Linked DNA regions of Bombyx mori: all the other regions are linked to region 3. Evidence: chromatin contacts called from public Hi-C data. All regions are on one chromosome and are shown on one strand. Each heading gives the region's core, a stretch centred on a gene start, on an enhancer-like site or on the middle of the called end of the contact. The rest is flanking DNA. Distances are from core to core; before and after follow the strand shown. Region 1 overlaps LOC101736303 (zinc finger protein 33A). Region 2 holds the start of LOC101736030 (nucleolar protein 4). Region 3 overlaps LOC101736030 (nucleolar protein 4).

What was found. Hi-C and Micro-C count contacts between places; a contact is called where the count stands out from the background.
Region 1: a contact with region 3 is called in a Hi-C map of posterior silk gland, with 2.4 times the contacts expected there. The contact joins two enhancer-like sites. A contact is called at or near these places in 2 of 7 Hi-C or Micro-C datasets (middle silk gland and posterior silk gland).
Region 2: a contact with region 3 is called in a Hi-C map of whole pupa, with 3 times the contacts expected there. The contact joins the promoter of LOC101736030 here to the enhancer-like site in region 3. A contact is called at or near these places in 2 of 7 Hi-C or Micro-C datasets (middle silk gland and whole pupa).

What each region holds. Positions count from the first base shown.
Region 1 is chr20:3,561,342-3,565,101 of ASM3026992v2, forward strand. It overlaps LOC101736303 (zinc finger protein 33A), which reads right to left. Exons shown (of 3, transcript XM_021351528.3): 3 at 1,784-3,760. The coding sequence ends at 1,969. Among protein-coding and RNA genes, the nearest start is that of LOC101736303, 4.2 kb to the right of the region's middle. Within about 2 kb of position 1,315, at least 8 of the 8 cell types and tissues checked have open chromatin away from gene starts, as enhancers often do.
Region 2 is chr20:3,544,247-3,547,641 of ASM3026992v2, forward strand. It overlaps LOC101736030 (nucleolar protein 4), which reads right to left and starts at 1,551. Exons shown (of 15, transcript XM_021351517.2): 1 at 1,374-1,551.
Region 3 is chr20:3,455,507-3,459,234 of ASM3026992v2, forward strand. LOC101736030 (nucleolar protein 4) reads right to left here. Exons shown (of 15, transcript XM_021351517.2): 3 at 2,070-2,204. Among protein-coding and RNA genes, the nearest start is that of LOC101736167, 47 kb to the right of the region's middle. Within about 2 kb of position 2,120, at least 8 of the 8 cell types and tissues checked have open chromatin away from gene starts, as enhancers often do.

The DNA.
Region 1 (3,760 bases), core at 65-2,564, 110 kb after region 3:
TTTTCTCTTCATCATCGCGGATTGCTCGGCAGCGGCGTCGACCTTTCTCGATTAGTTAGAGTCACAATATACTAGGCTTGCATATTTATCAAGAATTAAAACCACGTCGTTGTTAGGTATTTGGTTTTTATATCTTTTAACGTTTATGTGTTCCCAGTACATTGGCTTGTCAGTTTTTCGTAACTTACATTGACGTCATTTATAGAATTTAAAAAAACGCGAACTCCACAATTCCGCCGTAGCGATGTCGTCGGTTTTTGAGTTTATTTAGAAACGGAAAGAAACATGTTACGAGATTTTTATTTCCGTTTCTAAATAAACTCAAAAACGGTACCAATACTACAGAAATAGTGATGTAATAGTAGTAGTAGTTCTTAAATATTAGGTGTGTTTATTATGTAAATATATTTCTTAAGTTTATTCATATTTATTAATATTCTCTGTGTCTTATCAAGTTGTCTATACTAATATTATAAAGAGGAAAGATTTGTTTGTTTGTTTGTTTCGAATAGGCTCCGAAACTACTGGACCGATTTGAAAAATTATTTTTCCATTAGAAGCCGACATTGTCCCTGATGAACATAGGCTACTTTTTTTAAATTTTTTTTTTATAATTTTTTTTTGGTTTCATGTGTGTTTTAATGTTTCCGAAGCGAAGCGAGGGCGGGTCGCTAGTTGTAATAATAATTGCAAGGCACATTCTCTTTTTGATATCTGACATTTTAAAAAACAATATTGAGGACAAGAGGAGTTTACAAACAAACAGAAAAATTAACCTTTCTTAAATGGCCAATTTGTTGGAATACTTGAAATTTTTTGTAACATTACATTACATTACATATAGTACATACGTATGTATACATATTATTAGAAAAAACATATTACGTATTAGGTACAATTAATTATATTAATAAAATGACAAATCGATAAAAACATTGATTGATCATCATCCTCCACTTTGTCGAGAAAACGAACGTTCGAGAAAAGTGTCCCATCACAAATTAGCCCACAAACGGTTAAAGTACTAGGCAATCATAAGTACTAGAAGTTTTTATCAATATAATTTCTGTTACCACGCCATCTTTTGATTAATATACGTACTTCACAAAATTTCACCCATGTTTATTGGACGGTCTGGTGGGCGTAGCACGCCCCTTTTATATCGCTCTATCTTTGAATTATAGACTTTATGGCCGGTTTGAAAGGGAATGGTACTTTATTCCAATACGATTGAGACTTTGATGTATGTTTACCTAACCGGTCTTAAAAGGCGATATCATTCATTTCAGCAGCCACTCAACAACTTGACGAGTTAGTCTGCACAAACAAGCCAAAATAGTTTTACGCTTTAACACTAGATGGCGGCTATAGTCTTAGAAGTTTTTTATCACAGAAAATTGTGAACGAATATTTTTAACTATTATTAATTTATTGGCATAGCCGTGAGCACACTAATTAAGTAAATTATCTTTGGCAAACATTTGTATAATCTGACTTTTAACGAGTTAATTTGACTGATTAGGTATACTATTTTTTAGTATTTGTAGCAGCAATTACGACCCAAATAGCAAGCCTTTACTAGACACGGTCACACGACAACAACTTTCTTTGTGGTCTTTAAAGAAGTGTTAACGGCACCCTAAGGCCGAGGCTACATAACCCGTATTTGCCGTTTAATTATAATTTGTATAACGAAGCATTTGTCATTTGTGGTTTAGAAATTTTAAAAGTGAATAATTCTTTTAAAATTTTGTTTTGAATTATACCACGAAAATGAAACAGATTTATTATATCCTAGTGTTCCTTTATTAAAGAGAATAAAAAAAACAACGCTTAATTCATGTTTTTAACATTCTTATTAATGACATCACTCATAACTAAAGAAAAAAAAAACAAAAGAAAAATAACCCAAGCAAGACACTATGATTCCTAAAACTTAAGACTTAAATTTTAACTTAGATATGTAGTTTAAACAAATTTAATAGCATATTGATTGTTTTCATATTGATTCAGTGATACGTTTTCTATGGTGTGCTTTTTCAATTTATGCTTTTTCAAATATTTAGAATCTATGAATGCTTCCCCGCATAATGAACAGACATATGGGCGTTCACCGGTGTGCGTTCTCAAGTGAACAACTAAATTACCTTTAAGTGCAAAGAATTTCATACAAATGGAGCAACCAAATTTTTTCTCTCTCGTGTGTGTCAGCTGATGTGTTCTCAAATGAGTTTTGGTTTTAAATCTCAAAGAACACAGCTGACACGGGAAGGGCCTCTCATTTGTATGGACGCGTTCATGCATTTGCAACATTGCTTGGCTAGCGCATCCTTTACCGCATATGCTGCACTCAAAGCGTTTCATGCTCTTCGATTTTGAGTTTTTATGGGTCAAGGAATGCATCTGCATATCTTTTTTTGAGGGTAGCACCTCCCCGCACTCTGAACAAAGTAGTTCAGTCGGATTAATTATGTGGGTACTCTCTACATGCTGTTCCAATGCTGACTCTACTGAAAACATTTTCTTGCATAGCGAACAGGCATACCCTAGTAACTTCCCTAGGTTAGTTGTAACTTCTTGTTTAACGGTTTTCATTAGCTCTGCTTTGACTTTAATGACTTTTGATTTGGAGCACTCTCCGGAATCATTGTGATTATTTAGAGCATCTCTTGTGGGAAAAGTTTTGTCACAGTTCGAGCATGTAAACGGATGGACATGTGTCAATCTATGTGTTTGCATTGTGATTTTTTGGCGAAACTTTTTAAAGCAGATGTCGCACTCAAACTCCCTGATGTCGCTGTGTATCATCATGTGACGTTTCAAATTATTCGGATTTGCAAATGTCTTCAAGCATATATTGCACCGTGGCTTGATGTTATTGTGTCCGTACTTAATATGTTGCGTTAAGGCTGTCCTTTTGATTAGTTGATTACAGAATGGACAGTTAATGAGCACTCCAGTCACACTGTGAAGGAGCATGTGCCCTGTCAAAATTTCTGGCGATTCAAAACCTTTTCCACACAAGTTGCATAGATTCTCACCGGCTGGGTTATGTTTATATTGATGCTTTTCATATTCTGTTAAGTCTTGGAATTGTTCTCCACAGTCACATAAGAATGATCCATCTTCTTGCTGTAAAACAGTTGCAATTTGACTGTCATCAGCATATTCTATCACAAGTTCTGAACCATCATACTTCAGTATTTGAAACTGGGATTCACCCTCACACAAGATTACTTCTTGTGATGTCCCATCACCATCTTCTTCATCATTCACCAGCTGTGTTTCAGCTAAATACTGAACTCCGTTATCACTCTTTAAAAGTATAGTACCATCAGACCCAGTGCTTGTTAGAATTTTAATTATGTTTTTAGGATCTTTCATCATATCATCAGTAATTAATTCTTCATTGATATGTGTCAAATTTTCAACTTCAGTTATTTGTGCATGATTAGAGTCTTGAGATGCACTATCCTGAGTTTCATCTATGTTCATTGACTCATATTCATTATCCTGGCTTTCCTCCTCGTTTTCGAGTATTGTGGCTGGAACATTAACTGGAACTCTGTCGTTCATAAGAAATTGATGGATTGAGTCTTCAAAGTGATTTTGTGTAGCTTGTATTTCATCTTTTACAGAGTTTGATGTATCTTCACTATACTCAAGTTTTACTTGTTTGACTTCATGATTGCTACCTTCTTTAGGCATATTAACATTTTCATTTTCTTTCTCCTCATCACTCTTAGGACTGTCAATGACT
Region 2 (3,395 bases), core at 301-2,800, 88 kb after region 3:
ATGAAAGGTAAATTATATAATATCTTATATAATATATTTTTTACTGGTGGTAGGACCTCTTGTGAGTCCGCACGGGTAGGTACCACCGCCCCGCCTATTTCTGCCGTGAAGCAGTAATGCGTTTCGGTTTGAAGGGTGGGGCAGCCGTTTTAACTATACTGAGACCTTAGAACTTACATCTCAAGGTGGGTGGCGCATTTACGTTGTAGATGTCTATGGGCTCCAGTAACCACTTAATATCAGGTGGGCTGTGAGCTCGTCCACGCATCTAAGCAATAAAAAAAAAAAAATCATAATATCTTGCACTGCACTAAAATTCGCATTATTTGAATAATGACAAAACATACACGCTGCTTTTAACTTATGTAATAACTCATTTTCACTATGCTTAGCGAATAAATGATTTCTTTCTTTCTTTAGGAGAGCTATAGAAACACAAGTCGGAGGTCAGACTCGTATCTATCAGCCCGTGTTTGTCGGACCCCATTCTCGGTTCAGGTCCCCTCATCGCGTGCTCTTCATTTGTCACCACGGTCCGGTGTGGATATTAACACTGGGATCCGAAGCGGCCGGTACTGTGTGACGACCGTCCGAATTGCCTTCGTCAATTTACGTAACGTTTTAAACGCCTTACCATGTACCTAAAACCTCACTCATATTACATTTAGCGAATTTAATGAGGGAGATCGAATGAAACGTACTGGCTAGTGAATAGGTGTTTAGTAACACAGTGAGTTTCTCGAATGATATTTTCAGTGGGTCGTGATTGCTTTCTGGTAGTATATTCAACGAAGCATTGCTCTTAGCTTTTTAATCTCGTCCGCCACCCACTGCGAAGCCAGAATAGCCCCTCGAAGCTAGTGCGATTAGGTAAGCAAAAAAGGTTTCTATACCAAAATCATTTATTTTAAATTTGTTGTAAACGAATTTTTATTATTTTTAAACAGTTCTTACAAAAAAGGTGGTTATAGCCTTTTTTTTTAAACTTAAATTGAAACAAGTACTATTCGTTTCGATTGTTATTTATATAACCTATAAATAAACTAATAAATAATTAGTTTCACAAATAATAATTCAGCACCGGTGCATGTTACAATAAACTTTATTTCGAGTACAGGATTATTATTAGTGCGCGCCAAGTGTCGGATTAATCAAGTTTAGACTTCTCCCTCGACTAATCAAATTACCTTGAGCTACGAAAAATTAGTGCCCTACCCAAAGACAGGCCTATTAAAAATCAGCAAATACTAGAAAACGGAATTATAAAATCTAGTTGTAAACTTGAGGGAAATCATAGAATTTAAGACAAAAGTACCAAAGTATCTGCGTGTAGTTATAAGTAAAATACTGCTTTTTAAATTAAGTAAACATACCTAAAGTGTATTATAAAGTTGTTGCTCAACACTATAATATTAAAAAGTATATTTCTAACTGAATTTGGGTTTAAAGTCACTAATCTTATTGTCGTACGTAGTTCGCGTCGCGGGAAAACAGAGCGAAACGCTGTTCCTCTCATACACGACCGCCCGCTAGTCGCGCGCGCGGTGCACTGATGCGAAGGTGTTACCAGTTTAATTTCCCAGTTTTGAATTGAATCTTTTGACCATTATCCCAAGTAACAAGTTAGAACAAAAAAAATTAAAAATACTTTTAACTTTTTAGTTTTTAAGAAAATTTCTTACAATTTTTAAAATGTTTTCAATTAAACATTTTTTTTAGCATAAGCTATTTTTAAAAAGACATTCGATGAACTACAACTGAGCAACGTTAATTACTCATTTGAAATTGAGTACTGTTAATTAAAAAGTCTGACGAAGCATGTTGCGGATAATAACATGTACTTTTAGGTTAGGAATATTGTCTTCTTTTTTTATAATAAATAAATTGATTTTATTAAAAAGTGCGTTAACTGCTGATGTACGCTAGAACTATTTCAACCGTATCAGTATCTTATCAGCCTTTTTAAAACGTATACATCACAAACAAATCCAAATAAAATATATTTTGAGAAGCAACTGCATGTTGTGCAGTTGGCCGTCACAAAGCTCTGAACTAGTCGGAATTTGAAACTTATTGTACCGGCAACCCAGTTCGTGTGCGGGCCGGCGACGCGGCACGTGCGGGACGGTCCCGCGCTAATTGTCCATGAGTCTAGCACCACAGAGTGTTTTATAACATAGCTACTGAAAAATATTAGAACTACCACTTTACTAATAGTATCACAGAACTTGTAATGCAATGTTTTTTTAATAAATCTCCAATATTCAATTTTATTCTCACATAACCAATAAAGTTATAAAGTCGTGATGAAAAGTCGTTACTGGTGGTAGGACCTCCCACCACCCCGCCTATTTCTGCCGTGAAGCAGGAATGCGTTACGGTTTGAAGTTTGGGGCAGCCGTTGTAACTATACTAAGACCTTAGAACTTATATCTCAAAGTGGGTGGCGCATTTACGTTGTAGATGTCTATGGGCTCCAGTAACCATTTAACACCAGGTGGGCTGTGAGCTCGTCCACCCATCTAAACAAAAAAAACAGTGGTGTTTTATCCAATATACAGGACCTACATTAAATTCAAATTAGTGCAGTAAAAAAACTGTGTGACTAATAAAAATTGATAAATACTATATAAAAAACTGAACTCTTACTTCTCTATCTTGCCTATTTTTGCGAATAAGTAGTTTTGTTTTGGGGTTTGAAGGATGGGCAACAGATTTATTTACACGACGTAAAATGTGTCTGCCACCTTATGTTGTTCATGCTGTGATGTCTATGTGCTGCATTAACATTTAGATAAATAAGTAAAGACAAACCAGTCAAGCATCACTTTCTCATTCGATTTTTTGTTGCATTGAAAACCCATTGAGTTTCTCGCTGGATCTTCTCAGTGATAAACAGATTCAGCAAATCACTGCTCTTTTCAGGCCTAGTGTTAGCAAATCCGGTTGAGCCAGTGAGCCTACACATCCGATGACGTCGGATGTGTAGGCTCAAAGCTACTGGCAGTTAGGAAAAAAAATGCTTTCAATTCGGAACACGTGATTGTTGCCCACACATTTGTAGCCTACGTGATAAAAGCGACTACCTCAGCCCATAGACTAGAGATAGATTGGATGGAGACGAAAGGCCCCAGAATCGGGTCGTGTGGCGTGCTTTGGGAGAGTCACATGTCTACCAGTGGACATATGCGGCGCATAATGAAGCCCGCAAAGAAGGAGAAGCCTTCGCTTAGTTTTCATTAAGCCAGTCGCACTGCAACAATAAATATAAATAAATATATCTACGAACATGTATGCTTATAATTTAGGAGCTAATATTTCTTGAATAAAAATCACAATCTCAATACTTTTTTTATGAAAAAAATACCACGTAAACTCATTATGAAACAAGCAAA
Region 3 (3,728 bases), core at 870-3,369:
AAATTTAACACGGGTAAGCCAGCAGGGGACATCTAGTATGAGAAAAAACATGAAAAACGCAAAGGAGACGGAAAATCGTGGGCCAAAAATGTAATAACTTGGAATGTAGTCTAAAAAATTTGTCATATTTTTTTATATAAGAATATAAAAAATCACCTCAATCCTCTTTCTGGGACCGGAGAAAAATGAGAAAGTTAGTTTTTGTCGGTATAACGGTGTGATCGATTTAATTAATCGATTACAGGATTATAAAAAGAAAAACATTGCACTAGGTAATTAATGCAAAGTAATTAAATGAGCAATTTATACTTGTTGTATACAAATGCGGTATACGCCGGATTTAATTGCGATTATACACATAAATGAAGAAAAAGTCTATTATTATTTAACAAAGTAATATGATTATCGATTTCAAATCGATTAAAATCGATTGTATTTTTGATGACAGCTTTGACAGTCAGGACGTTTGTTCATAGATTATACAATTGTTTTTTGGCGCTTGTTGGTTTTTTCTGCTCTACTCGTTTTGTATCTTCGACGCATTTAGAGTGTGTATCTATCGGGCTGTTTTTATATTTTCAACGATCACTGCTTTATTATTACGGATTCCAACTCTGCCAGCCTTGTACGACAATTGCTTCTACACTGGACACCGAAGATTGCTCACACGTTTGACTTGAAATTGTTGCATTGGATATTGTTGAAATTATGGATCGCTGTGTGAATTGTGGAATAGCAATTCCATATTCCATACCTGATATATGTATATCATTGATATTCATTCATAATATGACATTTAAATGATTATCCAATGGATATAATAAACATTTACATAAGCTTAAATAAGTTATTATTCAGCTCTTTTAAAGAGATTGTAACATAACCTAACTTTTACTAAATCTTTATTAACTCGGCTCTCAGATTGAGAAAACTTTTATAATTTTCAGCAAAGTACTGATAAATCTGAATCTATTAATTCATATTAGTTTCATCACGTTACATTCGGGCCCAAAAATGTATGTAATCGTTTCAGTCTCCATTATCTTCTTCTTTTCTTTTAAATTATATTTGAAAAACGTTGTTCAATATAACGAATAATATTAACTTTCCTGTGCTATATTAATGACATTAGGTTTTACGAATCGAAACTTTTTAAATTGTATTTAATATATTTGTCCACCACTATTAGGTACTTCGCTAAATCCAAACTTAAAATTTTAGCAAAAATAAAACAATGGTCTCTCGAAGGGCACTCGAGCTGACACTAATATTATTGAAGTGAAACTTCCTTATCGGCGTTGGAAAAAAATTTACCGTCACATTTTTCGGTTACGCGTCACTTTTTTCCGTTACGCGCCATCTGTTTTGTATTCATGTCTATGATAATAAAATCCTTTTGTTTAAACTTTATGTAATTTAACTTTTTTGTATTCATGTCTATGATAATAAAATCCTTTTGTTTAAACTTTATCTAATTTAACTTTATTTAACCAATTTCTAGAAAGTTTGAATGTAGATCATTTTTCGAAAAATAAGGCCATAAACAAGTTTCACTTCTTACGTGTGTACACTAGTACACGCACACATTTTTTTGATAAGTATGTATATTATTTATGGTTCCCTTTTACCATCAGCCGGGGCTAAGCTCAAACGCCTGTAATCTAAAAGTAATATAAAATCAAACAAAATGTCTCGATACATGAGTTCCACTCCGCGTTAGCGACATCTATCAACCATTATGCGTTATTTTCTGTATAGCGCCATCTATGTGAGGCTTGTAGTAACAACTGACATTCTAGCTCCGCAACATCTTGTGTTTATACTTGACAAAAACAGATGGCGCTTTTTATGTTAATTAATCATGAAAAATATTAATTTAGGATCAAAGTCTACCTTTCTACTTGAACCTTTGAGGCCAAATGTTTTTTTTGTATTTAAAATACTGTATTAGTACATTACACTATACATTTCTTATTGTGACTGTATTAATTAAGATGTATATAAATTAAATAATTTTCCCCGAAAACAATTTTTTTGTAAACGAATATTTTGAAAATATATATATCTACCGTTCTATATGTTCGTTTTTGTCCTGCATGTTTTCCAGGTCTTCCTTCAAGTTCTACGTGGACTGTGTAGATGATGTCGAAGAAATTTTCAACGATGGCTACTTTTCGGTACACGGGTTCTTGGTTCGGCGCATTCTGCAACAAAACATTTGATAATTAAATGATAATTCGCTTATATTACTAGCTAGCTAGTTACCTTGTGTGTAAAAGAGAGTTTTGTAAAGTTATCAAACCTAACTTGGCTTTCCTACAAACGTAAAAACAGTGGAGCACGCCATCTATGATCACATAGTTCAGGAGTAAATCAAAAGCTACATTAACGGAACACTAGATGGCACTGCGAAAGCATCTCAAAAATTACTTCAACTAAAACTTGTAGTATTCCAATGCAGATTAGAATTAAATTAGACTTAGAATATGCGAAAAAAATCTCATTATTCTACACCGACTGCAATACTAACATACAAAATACAAAAAACCACAACATTCTAATATTTGTCCAATTTCAATTATACATAAGGTATATTTTTGTTTAACATAAGTTTTACAATATTTCGAATCGGTATGCTTACAAATACAGACGGCTTTAAATGGGCACTTAGCAATGGACGCCACTATTATATCAGCCCGTTGCCGAGACCCCGGTCGCGGGGCTTGTCCGGGCGCCCGCGTAATTACGGGCGAGCTCCAGACCGGGATAATTACGTGCGGCCCGGGATGGGATAATTACGACCCGCGGTCCAATCGTGACCTGGGTGATTTATGAAAACAAATCGCGTTACAGATCATTTCGATGCGACCCGCTATCTCTAATGGTTTATTTATCGCATTACATTCATTCTAATTACCACTACATTTTTTCGTTTCTTCTATAAAATGAGCTATTGTTGTACTAAATTGTTACGAATTCAATTACAAAGGTACGTATCGATTACAATAGAAATCAATAAAGTTTACGTCAAATATGATTTTTTTTCCTACCTAAGCTGATGGTCTAGAGCAGCGGTAGGGGAACTTTTTTAATTATTACCCTAAAATATTTTTGTGTAAGTTGATATTACCCCATGGCGAAGAACAAAAAAAAAACGAAATCGCTTCTTTTTAGCATCTTTCATATTATAGCTCCCATGATAATTTTGAAAAGAAAGAAAGAAGTTTCACTTCAATATATATATACTTTCTACTCACAAAAGTTTCATTTTTACCTTCCAAATTTTCATCTTACCCCATTTGGGGTAATTACCCCGGTTCCCCGACCGCTGGTTTAGAGAGACCATATTAGCGTCACCGGGCTAGTAGGTGAGCTCACGGGGCTCAAACTTGACGATGTTGCTAATACGAACCGTGCTTCGCAGAATCTACCGCCGGATCGGAAACGCGACCTACTAAGAAGATCCGGCGAGAAACTCAGTGGCAAATATGAAAGGTAATACTTATTATAGGCTTATACTATAGGCTAATTGTACTTATATTAGGCTACTGAACGATGGGACAGTATCGCAAGCAACAGGTGGAATGGCTTCAATGTTTCATTGCGACGTAAAAAATCGAATCAGTAGGTTTGAATTTTCGGACGGAAACACAGTCTGAATTGAGAACCTCCTCTTTTTTTCTTTGTAGTCGAACAACTACTGAAATCCACGCGGTCATTTACGAAAA